Regions from separate parts of the Oryctolagus cuniculus genome. Here region 1 is linked to region 2. The links are chromatin contacts, called in public Hi-C maps. All regions are on one chromosome and are shown on one strand. Each heading gives the region's core, a stretch centred on a gene start, on an enhancer-like site or on the middle of the called end of the contact. The rest is flanking DNA. Distances are from core to core; before and after follow the strand shown.

Region 1 (7,047 bases), core at 3,769-6,268, 140 kb after region 2:
TTGAGACCAAGATTAAGACTGATGACCACTGAGCCTGCTAAATGATACGTGGGTTGTTGCTGTTCAGCTGTTGAGGGTGGTAACCCTTGTGGCTTGGATTCCAATACAGAATGTGCAATAATCATCGCTCAGCAATGTCTCTAGAAACACCCTCAGATTACCTTTCCTCTTACCGTGACATGTACACCACCTAAAAAGCCCTGGCATTCCAGCTGGACCTTATACTTAACAGAAGGTGAAGGAGCACGTGGAACTGTGTGTTACAGAGGCCAGATTCTCCACGAAGCAGAGCAGTCTACACTTCCCTCCAATTAGAAACAGATAGAAGCCTTAGGGCTACAGAATGAAATCCCGAGTTCAAGCATCTCACAGCTTGCTGGCTCTCGATGTCAGTTGTGGGGATCATAAGCCTAGTGCAGCTCTCAGTGTGGAGGTGGCAGTCGCTGTTAGGACTGCAGCCAGCAGCAGCACTGACCTCTGAGATCATGCAAATGCACCCTCCAGGGCTGTCACTCCTCACCTCAGCTTTTGGCCTGGGCGGTCAGGCGCAGTATTGAAAGGATAGCAGCTGCTCATGGTCCATGGGGACTTATAGCTCTGGGCACTGGGGGAAACAAGGATATGGGAACCCTTGACGTGTCCCACTGCCTTAGGCAAGACCACCCAACTAGCCAGATGAGAACAATCCTGTTTTTAAAGACCTACAAAGAAGAACTCCAAACCCCTTTGTCAGCTCTCACTTTGGCAAAAAGGATCTTTGGTAGCTAGGCTTTCTCTGTAGTGAGAAGAGAAGCATGTGTTAGAAAGTAAAATTGTATGTTTAAAATGTTTGAGAGAGAGCGAGCGAGATGGATGATGGATAAAGATTGAATGTGGGATGTAGATAGATGAGTGGATGATAGAAGGAAGCAAGGAGAACTCGTGCCTGTGAGACGCAGCCAGGCCCCTGGCAATGAGACTTCTTTGCTGTAGAATTTGTGCTGGAGGAGGCCTCTAAGTCCTGGTCAGTACAGAAACCCCTTCCCTCGTGCTCCCCGCACAGTGCACTGTGCCCACATAGCTCTCTTACAGCACCTTATCATATTGCAGTGTTAGAATGTGTTTGCCGCAGGTCTCGGGGCAGGCGTGTAAGCTCTGTAAGGAGGGTTATGTCCAACCCCGGCTCAGTGCCTAGTCCCTGGTAGGTGCTCTGTGGGAGAAGGGAGGATGGAAGAAAGAAGGCAAGTTGGAGGGAAGTCAGTCAGCCAATGCGATCAGTAAAACTCACCTAAGATGCTGATGTCCCCTTTCGGGCGTGCATTGTTCCTTATGCTGCCGGCATTACTGTCTTCTTACCCAAACTTAAACCATCTGATATTCCATTTCTACTCCACACACTCCACATCAATACAATTATATTACCTGCTCAGTGATGGAGCGATTTTTTAATACCTGTCTCCGCTTCACATTCTAGGGAACACCAGTTCATCCTGACACTAACATCTTCCTAACATCTTCCTGTGTTCAAGTCCTGCCCCTCCAAGGTTGGGCAAAGCCTTCTCTCTTGCTTGGTTCCCTCCCTTTCTTCTTGGCACCCCCTGGTGTTCTCTCTTCCCTGTGAACCATCTCTCTCGGGGCCTTGTTCTAGGTGATCTAGAAAGCCCTGAGCACCTGCAAGCCAGAAGTCCCCTTCTGAGCTCCTCCTGCTAAGGGCCAGGCTTGTGGCCCCTGAACACCACTGATGTGGGATTAGGGACCATGGCTTTTACAAAAAGGACTTGCTCAGAAGTAGACAGCACAGCTCTTGGGCAGTCTGGCTCAAGACCTCTGCCCATTTGGGGCATTTGATTTCTGCCCAGGAACTGCATAGCTCCCATACACACTTGCTGGGAGTTGTCTCCGCTCTAACATTGTCATATGGGTTGTTTACTGTTTGGATGTTCCCTTAGGCTGCATTTTTCCCTCCTGTGTACCATAAAGTGCTTGAAGACAGTTTTGCCTAATCCCACCTTTCTCCCTTTATGTTGGGCCCTTCTCATTCAGCAAAAATTGTTGCACAATTAAAACACCTAAGCCAGATGCCGTAACCCACATGAGTACATTTCTGCAGAGGCTCCTCTTCAGGGTCTGCAGCCGCAAAGCATGACACAGACTTGGGATGGGTGGAGGCCACTCCTGCCTCACTGACAGATGCGGATGAGGCCACTGAGCAGGGTGGAGGAGCCGGAAGCAGCCACTGGCCAAGGATGTGGTTGGAGGCACAAACACAGGAGATGCCCATGGGCTCCTCAGGCCAGGGAGGTCTGAGGCCAGGAGCCTGGGAAATGGGGATGTAGCAGTCAGGTGACCAATGAACAGAGCCAGAATCATGGAAAGGGATGGCGGCAAGCCCAGGGAGAGCGACAGACACGGAGTTAACACCACATGATATTCGTCCAAGCTAAACCACCCCCAGTGCTGCTCCGCCCTGGACTGTGAGGGTGCTGTGCGTCTTGGTTGCTTCAGGGCCTCGCTGAGAGCCGCATGGGGCCTGGTGCATGGTGGGCTCCCGGTAAGGCTTTCTAGCCGGAACTGAATAAAAGGAAGAGGAATTTTCAGCCTTTCCTGTCTACCCAAAGGGCGACCAAGGTTTCCATCACCTTGAATGTCGAGAAGTTCTCTCCCTCAAGTTCATTGTGCTTTCTGGACACAGCTTCCTTCCATTTCTCCTCAAATGGTTTCAAATGCATGAGATGATTTTTTCAGCCATTCAGGAAGAAAGAATGCTGTGTATAAAGCCTGGATTCAATAAAACCAGATTTTTAAAAAACAGCTCTTAGCATCTTCTGCTACAGACATTGGTCTGGGCAGGGCTTTTTATTTTATTGAATCCAGCTGAATAGCTTGAGTACATTAATAATGGGGCTTCATTTCCAACCACTGCCTCCCAGTCTTTTCCCCTAAAAGCCTTGTGGTACTTAAGCAACTGCTAATACATGAATAATTGTCTGTGGCATCATTTCCTGCAGAGATCTGACCACCAGGATGAGGTTTTTCTTCTGGTACCTAATCTGGAGTTTTCAAGCTTGCAAGATTATGTTTAAACAATAGTAAACAAATCTCAATGCAGATGTGATTTGGGTGGTATTGAGTTTCTTTATGTTGAGAAATTATGGATTTAGGAAGATTCTGTTGGATGTGCAGGAATATTTGTTTGAAGCAAGCCTGCTTAAAGATTGCCTGGGGTTGGAATCTGGTATTCCTGCAGAAGGTAGATGGGTAGTATCATTTTTTGGGGTCCCAGGGGTGGCCTGGCAGAGTTTACCCTCTACATTTCAAAGAAAAAACTCTATTTGGCTCTGATCCTGAAGCTTCCCTGGAAGATTGTATTCCATTTTGTTGAGTGCCAAGGAGCTTTGGTCAACATAACTGCAATAAGGTGTCCATGTAGAAGACAGGTTTCTCTTGCTGCAGTGAAAGAAGCCATGGAAAAACACACACCTACACCCTGGAGCCAGATCACCTGAGTTTGAATCCAGCGCAGCCACTTTGGACTCGTTACCCACTGCATGTGTACCTTGGGCTCCTCATGTGTAAAGTGGGGATAATAATAGTATCTACTTTGCTGGGTCAGAATGAAGTGTACATGAGTTGGTATCCGTTAAGTACATCACTAGTGTTTATAGACAAGGCTCCATAAATGACTGTGGTTGCCTTTTTTGTCATACTGATGAGCATTCAGGGATTTTATTCCTCTCCCCAGAGCTGCCTACAAGGCTGAAAAAAGAGGGCTAGAAGTGTGGTAAGACCTCGCATGTTATACCACTTTGCAAAAAGTAAATTGTCATTTTTAAACCTGAAGCTCAATTCACCCATTGCCATGGATCAAGGCAAGGTAGGGCTATCCAAGAGCAAAACACACGATCCCCTCCCAAGGGAACCTGCGATCAGACATGACTCTGACCTATCAAGGAGCAAAACAAAACTGAGGAACCAACCTGGACAAGTGCTGGGAAGCTGAGGAGATGCAGACAAATGGCCCGAGTGGGTGGGTAAGCAAGGTTTCATGGAAGGTGTTGAGGTGGGATGAGCTGAGCTGTTGGAATAGGTTAAGATACGGGTGGTGAGAGGGCTCCACCAAGGTGAAGGTATGGAGAGTGGGAAGGAAGGGTGTGGGGCTTTTGGAGGGGATGGTGGAAGGCCAGGGGTGGGAATGAATTTTCAATGTCTTCATTGAAGGGGCTCTGAAGATGCTGTCCTGGTACTACCCAAGGATGGGCTGTGCAAGTAGTAGAGATGGTACTAGAATAAGGCAGGCGAGGCCAGGGTATGACGGGCTTCACATAGCAGGCAAATGAGTCTAGATTGGGCTTAATAGAAAATAGGAAGTGAGAATGAGGTAGGAAACACTATCTAGAGTGCTTGGCAGCTGTGTCACCCGCGTGCCTTCCTGCAGTAGCAGCGTCCCCAAGCCATGCCTAACGCTATTCTCTACCAATGGAGGAACAGAGACAAGCTGGAGAAATAAAGACATTTTTATGTCTGAGAGTTACCAAATCAAACCACAGCGGGCCCCAGGAGTGGTTTTCTGAGTTAGAAGTGAAGAAATGTTGCCAAGTTTGGGGTTGGTGTGGATGTGGGTTTAGACCTGCCTGGCTAGGTCTAAATTTCTACTGGAGCAAGAAAGAGACAGAACATAGAGTCATTGTTGTTTGTTTGGGTTCTTGTCATATTCTATTTTTGTGGATTTTTTTTTCTCAGAACTTCCAGTGGTCTACTAATACTAAAATAAATGCATTAGGCCCTTTGTCTACCTCTTTTATTTTCTGTCTTTGGGTCAAGTCTTTTGTTTCCTCGAATGGATACATTCCAGGTTTGTATGCAGACAGGCGGCCCCCAGCAGCTCATCTCCATCTTTACCCCCTCCCTGTGAAAGGAAGGAAAATAAACAGCGTGTGGGAGGGGCAGTGTGTTCTAAGAACTGTTCTGGTTTACACATCTATAGATACACTCAACCAGCACAGTGGGTCACATGTGCTGGCTGGTGAAGCTGAGGATGAGTCACTTGTAAATTACTCATAGAGGAAGAAATATGTTTCTGAAAGCCAGCGCTGTTGGCTTATACATGGAGCAGGGGAGCAAGCAGACAGCTTCATAAAGCACTCAGGCCTCCGGTGACAGCTGGAGCACAGTGCTTCAGGTGGGAAGAAGGGGTCCTGGGGCCCGAGCGCTCTTTGCTGTGCAATGATGAGGCCCTGTGTCAGTGAGAATGCCTGCACTGGGGCGGTGTGTGGGTGGGGAGAAGTTTTCCATCGAGCCAGTCTTTCTCTTACAGTCTCCCTTCGTAGTTGGCACTAGAGTTCTTCATGCAAAGCATCTGAGCCTGGAATTCTGAGAAGTGTGTCAGTTCAACAGGGGGTCAGGGAGGGAGGAGCCCCGTGAGAGGGCCCTCAGAACCCCTGGGAAATCAGGGGCTTTGCATGAGCCTCTGTGGTCTTAGTTGCTTGCAATGGAGAAGGAATTCCAACCTAAGCGAGATGAAAGATCCCCCAAGCATCTGCCTCTCAAGTACAAAAAGCAAGCATACGTGACCCAGGCTGCAGCTTCATTGCGTGCGTTGGGGTCTAAATGTGTTTGACAGAGAGAAAATAGAGAAGACCAGAGAGCAATCACTAAAGAAGCCCAAGGCACTGCTTACTAAATTGGTCCAAGGGAGGGATTTCACCAAATGCAAATGATCAAAGAACAATACATGTGACTCAAAATATCCGTTATGCTCTTAATGCAAGAGGGTGTGAGGCTGGGAGGTGACCTTTTCAAGGGTTGAAGGTTGTAAACTTTTCAACCACATTGTTTTGAGGGCTGGGAGATTTAAGAAGGGATCTCCTCTGGGTACCATTTTGGTAATGTGATTTTAAAAAGTACTACTTCCTACATGCTATCTGAGGACATTTTTCAGGTTTTTTTTTCTTTGCTTTGAAGGCACATGATTTAGATGCTCGTGAAGGAGCTCAACTTTCTTGAGAAACTAAAGCCACTCAGGTCTTCTACTCCTGGAATCCTGTGCCAACGTGTGGGTGGGCAGGAGGAACAGTGAGGCGTTCAGGCCCACTGGAGCACCCCGACTCCAAAGGAAGCTCATGCGGCCACGGTTTTCCTGCCACGTCCCCTCCTCTTCCACAGCCCTAGAGCGACAGTGTGCCAAAGTGGCAACATGGGGGATGCAGGTGGTGGAGGGACCCAAAAATACCATCTCGCCCCATCCTTAATGTGCTACCCCGAGTCAGACATTCCCTCAAGGACCTCTCTGAAATCTGGGAAACAGGAAATGCTAAGGAAACTCCTAAACTGTCTGCTCCTGTGAACCCCTCTGCGGGTGTTGCAGCAGAACTTGGGAAGAGCGCTCGAGCTGTGGTTGAGCCCTCCTGGGCAGACAGCATTGGCTCCTGTGAGAATATGGTAGATTTGACTATTAGGCCTCAACTTCCCTCTTTCTAAACATGGAAACCCTGATGCCTGAAGAACAAAAACCAGAAAAGAAACCCACTCGGTCTTAGTTCAGTGGTCAAATGCCAGCAGGGCTGCGGAGAGGGGCCACGTGCCCGTCCCTAAAAGGCCCCTCTGGCATTTCATAAAAGGACCCGTCCCTGCTGCTAACTTGCCTGTGCAGGCTCACGTACCATCTTCAAAACCTTTGCTACCTATGTTTGTAGTAGGTGATTAATGATCAGGCTTTGTTCCCACACATTTGGCTTTGATAATCTCCACTCAAAAACATTCAGATGCCAATAATTTAAAAACCAAGTTGGCTTCCAGGGATCTTTCGGGGAGGAGGGAACTGCTCCTTATCTTGATGGAGGACTGGTTACAGGGGAGCATGCACTTGTCTGCATTATCAGATGGTGCACCTGCACTGTGTTCCTTTTGCTGTAAATAGGAGAGTCCTCCATGAAAAACTTTGAGAAATAAAGTGGATTGGATTTGAAAGTATTGAAAGTAGACATGATGTAAATGAGCCCATTTAAATAAATTTGGAAGCCTAGGAGTTGGCCAGAGGATGTGTGTGCAGAGGTTGTCGCCCACTGATGG
Region 2 (6,697 bases), core at 3,437-5,936:
ACATTTCAAAAATATAAGACAAGTTCCTACTCCTTATTTTATTTGAAGCCCCATGTCATAAAATCTTGAAAGAGAAAAAAAATCACAAGTGAATGTCCTATGGTTTGATGTAAACCAAAAGTAAACATTATTTGTTGCTATTAAACTTGGACAACAGGATGGTTTATCTTGTAGTTCACTGCCTAGTTTTAAAGATAGGTGCTTAATCTTAACATTTTTTGAGGTGTAGGACCTGCCATAATTCATCAAGTGGATGTCTAAGTTAAACTAAGGCCACAACTTGACTTGCTTCCATTTGAAAGAGGCTCCTATGACGAGTGGTTTGAGAGCACAAGCAGAGGACCTGGATGTGCCCTGAGTGAGATGGCATAGAGCAGAAGAGATGTTCTGGGGCACAGGTGAAGTGGGAACAGTGTGACGGGGGCTTATTCACGGGTACTCCAAAAGGTTTATGGAAAACATTTATTGTGATGCATTGTTTTAAAATTGGGGCAGGCAGTAGACCTAGCAGTGCAGATGCCACTTGGGACACATGCATCCCATATTGGACTGCTTAGGTTCGAGCCCTGCCTGCACTCCCAGGTCCACCTTCTGGGTAATGCGCACCCCGGGAGGCAGTGGTGATGACTCATGGGCTTGGGTCCCTACCACCTACCTACGGTGCGAGACAAATTGAGAACCTGGTTCCTGGTTGGGGAGTGAACCAGTGAACGGGAACGTTCTGTCAGACTAATTAATTAATATTTTAAAAATGTTTGAAATCCATGGACTGTTTTATAATGCACCTTTTTTATGAACTTACTGAAGACCCCCGTGTGCATGAGTTTTAACATTTTTGCACCAAAAATAAGCATCTTTTCCATTTGCCACAAACTTCTTGAAACATGCTTTTAGAGTGCTTGTGTCCAAGGTATTAAAGCCAGTGCAAAGAATATTGCACTGTTCATAAGAGTTTAAATGTATAAAATACCAGAAATTATACTAATATAATACTAGCATAAATAATTTGGATGCTTCTGTAGGCCCATAGGTGCTGTAATTTGCAGGGTTTTTTGTTGTTGTTGCTTTTTAGGCAAGCTGCATGGACTACTTGGCTTTACTCTCTATTCATTTTGTTTATGGATTTTTTTCCACTTCCTTTGGAGAAACAGTTGATGTTTTTAACCTAAAATAACCGAAATGATTCTATATTTAACTCTTTGATCTTATCAATTAGTTATCAACTCCTCAGTTAAAAGTCTCTTTGTACCCTCGTTTCCACCAACAGTGTTCACAGCTGGGAAGACTTGATGCATACCTATCTTAGTAGCGTGTCCAGGTTAGAATAATGTTCTTTTTGGGTTTCATAAACTTGGGGAACACTCCTGTTGATGGAAAATGAGCTTTCTGTATAATGCTGTTCAACAGCAACCAGCAGGTGGCGAAAACTGGCAATAAACAGCTTTTTCTTTGCAGCCTGGAGAACCAAGAAGGAAAACACAGGCCTCTCAGACCCTTGATAGGCTCTCCATCCCCTGCATGTTCTGTGCTGGGCCTGGTGTAGAGTCCGCCCAAGGTCAGCCACTGGCTCTTAGGACGGTCTTGGGCAGTGAAGTCCACAGGAATACACTGGAGGGTTGCTGGGGAAGCAGGAGGCACAGATCCGGGATTCAGATCCAGGACTCCTGACCCAGGTCAGTACTCTGCACAACCTCCTCATCAGCCAAAGACAGAGTTAACGTCACAAGGTCAGACCACCAGGGAGTGCCTGCCCTTAAGCTTTCAAGTGCACTCTAATAACCCTGGACTCGGAGCAGAGGGATGATTTAGGTCTTTCAGCGTTCCAGAACATTCCAAGGGAACAGATGTCCAACAAAGTGCAGCACACAGACCTGTCCTGAGCTCAGTCATGGCCCAAGGCCACCTGAAAATCCTTTTTAAAAGGCTCTGTGGAAGTAAAGCAGGAGGCACGTCGGGGAGCTCTTCTTTCCTTGGGAACAGGGCTCCCTCTGCGGAAGTACAGTTTCTTTTCCAGGTCTGTCCGCTAGTTCCTCACTCACTTGTGGGTATTAAAAGCACAAAAGCCCTCAACTCCCCGCAGTGATTTGGGGGGTTTAAGACAAGGTTCCAGGAAGGTTCCTAAACCAGCGCGTTGTGGGCTGTGCCTGCATTTCTACTATCCCTATGAGCAGTCACCCAGGTCAGTCTGCCCATGGCCTGCTGAATAAAGGGGCCTCTGCCTCATCTGTCAGAAGGGAGGGAGAATTCTTCCCTTTGTACCTTCTCGCCTGGATCCGGAGAGGTTGGCACACTGGCTGACCGATGTAAAAAAAAAAAAAGTGCAAATAACCTAGCATGCTTTATTCACTTAAGAATAGAAGCTTTGACTTTAGAGTCGCAATGAGACAGAATAAAGATGAGCTCAGGACACCCGGCATGCGGCCTGCGCCCTCGGTAACCCAGCGTCCCTGTGCGCTCGCACCGGGGCTCCGCTGAGCACGCGGCTTTGCTTGCAGTCAGTAGTTTTGCTGGCCCGGTGCTTTATTTGTCAAAGCTTCGCAGATTAAAATGGTTACGCACGTGCAACAACGCGTGTGTCCCCTCGCCCTTCTCTCCTGGGGGCTCTCCACGAGGACGCATTTGTAAACGTGTCTGCTTGTCCATGCGCGCGCGCGCGCGGCCGTCGCCCGTCAGGTGCTGCCCTGAATGGCAAAGGTGCAGAGAAAGCCCTGCACGCCGCCCCGCGCCCGGTGCTAACGCAGGGCGAAAAGTGCTCCGGGGAGAGGGCACCCCACCCTCCTCCCGGCCCGTTCAGGTGGCGTCCGGCCTTGGCCTCCGAGCCGGAGTCCAGCCGGTGACCGGCTGCCGTGCGTGAGCGCCTAAGCCCTGCATGGACGCCCGGGAGGCGAGAGGGAAGTAAACACGACTTTCTCAGGGTGGTCTCACGGCTGGGGGTTGGCGAGGGCCGGCGAGGGCCGCGGGCTCCCCACGGCGCTGACCTGCGCGCGATGTGCGTGGCCCCGCACCCTCTCCACACACACACACACACGCCCGGCCCGGAAGGTCCACGCGGCTGCCGGCGCCTCTGCAGCCCTTGTTTTCATGGCGTAGCTCCGGCCCGGCCCGGCCGCGTGCGGCCAGCCCGGCGCCCGTGGCCCACCGGCGGGCCCCGGCGACCCCCGAGCGCAGGCCGAGCCCGCCGCAGGCCCGGGGAGGCCCCTGGCACACCTACCGCGCCGCGGCCGCGCCACCCACCGGCCGGGCCCCGCGGGCGGCCGGCCCGGGCGCGCCCTCCCCAGCCGCGGCCCCGCGCGCCATGTGTGCCCGGCGGGCCCCGGCCGGCCGCGGCGCCTTTAACCGGGGAAGGGGAGCGGGGCGGAGGGGGGGGCCGTCGGGCGGCTCAGAGGAGGGCTCTTTCTTTCTTCTTTTTTTGAATGAACAGTGACGTACGTACAGGAAACCAGTCGGTTTGTGAGGAGAATGAAGTCAGCGGCCAGGCCCCCGCCCGCCCCCTTCCTCCCCGCCCCCGCCCCTCCTCCGCGCGCCGCGCGCCCGCCCGCCGGCCCGCCCGCCCGCCGCTCCCGGGGTCCCCGCCGCGCCGCCGCCGCCGCCCGCGAAGGTGCCCGGGCGCCGGGCCCCCCGCCAGCGGCCGTCAGAGCGCGGAGCTGCCGCACGGCGCGACCGGAGGAGGCGGCGGCCGCCGCCGCCAGCGCCCCGGCGCGGGAGCGGGCGGAGCAGAAAGGGTGCGCAGCCCGGAGGCGGGTGCGCCGGCGGGTGCAGCGGAAGAGGGGTCCAGGGGGGCGAACTTCGTAGCAGTCATCCTTTTTAGGAAAAAGAGGGAAAAAAAAAATAAAACCCTCCCCCGCTCCCCACCCTGGCCGCACCACACACGGCGCGGGCTCCTCGCGAGGCCGGCGCGTCCTGCCTTCATTGATCCGCAGCTTTTCGGAAAACGCGTCGGCTGCTCTCGGAGTTGAATCAGAAGAGGACCCCGCGCCGGCCGGGCCCCGTCGGCGTCCGGGGCAGAGTCCGCGCCGTGCCCGCGCGGCGCGCGCGCCTGTCAGTGGCCGAGGGGAGCCCGGACGGAGCGCGCTCCGGAGCTCGGGGCCGGATTCCTGCGGATTGACGTTTCTGAGGAGCAGAAACCCGGGGGCCAGCCTGGAGACCCCCCCGCCCCGGGGTGCCTACACCCGCGCCCGCCGCCTCCCGATTCATTCGGAAGTTTCCAAGCGGCTCTCACCCGGGAGCTCCGAAGATTGATGGGATCCTTGCCTTATGCGTTTGTTTTGGTTTTGCAGAGAAGGAAACTGGACAGAGGGTCATGCTGTCCTTTAAAAACACAAGTAAGTTCTTTGCGCAGCAGATCGGGCTCGCGTAACTTTCGGTGGCGGCACTCGAGATGCTAACTCGGAGTGCCTTCGAGTAAATGTGAATTTTCAGGCAGTTGAATGCGTTGTTTTTAGCCGTGTGGCCCGCAGCGTGCATGCCCCCGCTTTCTCTCCGTGTGTGCCGGAGAACGCACCTGAGTTTGGCTTAACCAGGTTTTGTTTTTGTTTGTTTGCCTTTTTTTTTTTTCCAACCTTCTAGCATCACGTAGGGAAAAGACTGGCGTTCACCACGCTTATGAATGATAACGTGCCTCGTGAAACAGAGATCCGAAAGGGATTTGAGTAAAAATCTCCTGCGCCTGCTGCCAACGGGGAAACACCAGAAGCGAGGGCTCCGCGTGACTGAAGACACCCCCGCGCCCGAGGATGCGGCGCGCGCCCGGGAACCCCGCCGGCTTCTGAGCGGGCCCGTGCGGCGGGACGCGGCCGGAGGCACCGCGGGCGCCCAAGGGCAGCATGGCGCACGCCGGGCGAACAGGGTACGACAACCGGGAGATCGTGATGAAGTACATCCACTATAAGCTGTCCCAGAGGGGCTACGAGTGGGACGCTGGGGACGCGGGCGCCGCCTCCGCGCCGGGCGTCTTCTCCTCCCAGCCCGCGCCCGCTGCGCCCCGGGACCCGGCCGCCAGGACCTCGCCGCCGCCGCCGCCGGCCGCCGCGGGGCCCGCGCTCAGCCCGGTGCCACCTGTGGTCCACCTGACCCTCCGCCAGGCGGGCGACGACTTCTCCCGGCGCTACCGCCGCGACTTCGCGGAGATGTCCAGCCAGCTGCACCTGACGCCCTTCACCGCGAGGGGGCGCTTTGCCACGGTGGTGGAGGAGCTCTTCAGGGATGGGGTGAACTGGGGGAGGATTGTGGCCTTCTTTGAGTTCGGTGGGGTCATGTGTGTGGAGAGCGTCAACCGGGAGATGTCGCCCCTGGTGGACAACATCGCCCTGTGGATGACTGAGTACCTGAACCGGCACCTGCACACCTGGATCCAGGATAATGGAGGCTGGGTAGGTGCCTGTCTGGTTGCACGTGAGTCTGGGCTTGCGGTCGCAGGTCCGAGATGCCGTGGCGAGGGTGTGGGTGGACCCCGGGGGCCGGGGCAGACTGCAGAGCCCGTGAGCTAACAGCAGGTGTGTCACTTTCCCTGCTTTCCCTCCAGCGCGCCCTGCAGGAAGCGCACCCTGCCCTCCCAGCTAGGGCAACTGCTTCCCGCCAAAAGTGGTGTGCCAGCCCTGGAGGCTCCCAGATGCTGCCTTTGCGGCCCAGTAGGATTTTGTGATGCATGGTCCTGCCTTCCCGTGCTTCTCAAACTGGGGCTGCGGAGTCCCCAGCACCACAGTTACGTGGCCTGGGTAGTTGAAATCGCAGGTTTCAGGGACTTGGTGTGGACCAGACACACCGCGCATCCCACGACCACCACCACCCCAGGGCGAGGCCCTGGCAGTCTGCATCCTAAACAGGCTCCCCTGGTGGATTTGTCTTTGTCCTAAAAGTTGTAAGCCACCCCATCGAAGAACAGACTCCCCCAGAGGACCAAGAACATGTTTGCCTCACTGGGTAAAAACTGCCCCAGAGGAAGCCCAGTGTAACCCCTTTCCCTGAAGGTCTTAGCTGTGTTTGTGAAGAGGTAAGTGGACGTAGGGAGAGCCGGGGGAGTGTTCACCTGCTGGTCGGGCCGTGACCCAGTGGACACGATGGTGTGCATTGAAGGGCAGCAGTCTGTGGATGCGCTGCGTCCTCTTGTCAGTGATGGGGTTTGGATTGGCTGCAGACTTTGTGTGCTGTCCCTTGTGTCGCATTTAGAAGTTTCCTGGAGTTTTACCATCTCTTACATTTTACCACCTAGACGCCACATGATTTTGTGGTCTCTGCTTACATACACCACACACACTCACAGAGAAACTTGCACCTAGGGAAACTATGTAAAGCGTAGAAGAATTGATCTTTAGCTGTGGATTCTTTCATGCGCTGACCAGGGTTGAAGTGATGAGCAGCTGTGACTTTTAAGAACCTTGGTAAGACGCTTTTTCTCCCGCTCCGGGGCGGTTGCTAGATAGAGCTTCGATCCTGTTCACCACGCAGTTGTATTTTTCCATGATGCTCTGGGACTGGGGTGCGGATCCCAAGACTCAACGGTGCTTAATTAAGATTTCCATCTCTTACCTAAAAGGATTAATTTATGAGAAAGTAATCATTCTTGTCTGGAGTTTTGTTAAACTTTGTTTTTAGTCTGAAGAGTTATCTTGGAAGAAGGATGCATTTCTGTGAGCTCTTCTATAGTCTCTTAGGAGAATGACTCACATTATAGAACCTAATGGGATCCAAAAGCCTAGAC

Evidence for each region. A called contact is a pair of places that touch in the nucleus more often than the background predicts.
Region 1: a contact with region 2 is called in a Hi-C map of an unstated tissue, with 4 times the contacts expected there. The contact joins the enhancer-like site here to the promoter of BCL2 in region 2. A contact is called at or near these places in 2 of 6 Hi-C or Micro-C datasets (psoas muscle and an unstated tissue).

The regions. Positions count from the first base shown.
Region 1 is chr10:15,423,628-15,430,674 of mOryCun1.1, forward strand. The region is part of intron 1 of BCL2 (BCL2 apoptosis regulator); the gene reads left to right. Among named protein-coding and RNA genes, the nearest start is that of BCL2, 130 kb to the left of the region's middle. Within about 2 kb of position 5,019, at least 4 of the 8 cell types and tissues checked have an H3K27ac peak or open chromatin away from gene starts, as enhancers often do.
Region 2 is chr10:15,287,953-15,294,649 of mOryCun1.1, forward strand. It overlaps BCL2 (BCL2 apoptosis regulator), which reads left to right and starts at 4,687. Exons shown (of 2, transcript XM_070050072.1): 1 at 4,687-5,369. The coding sequence starts at 4,824.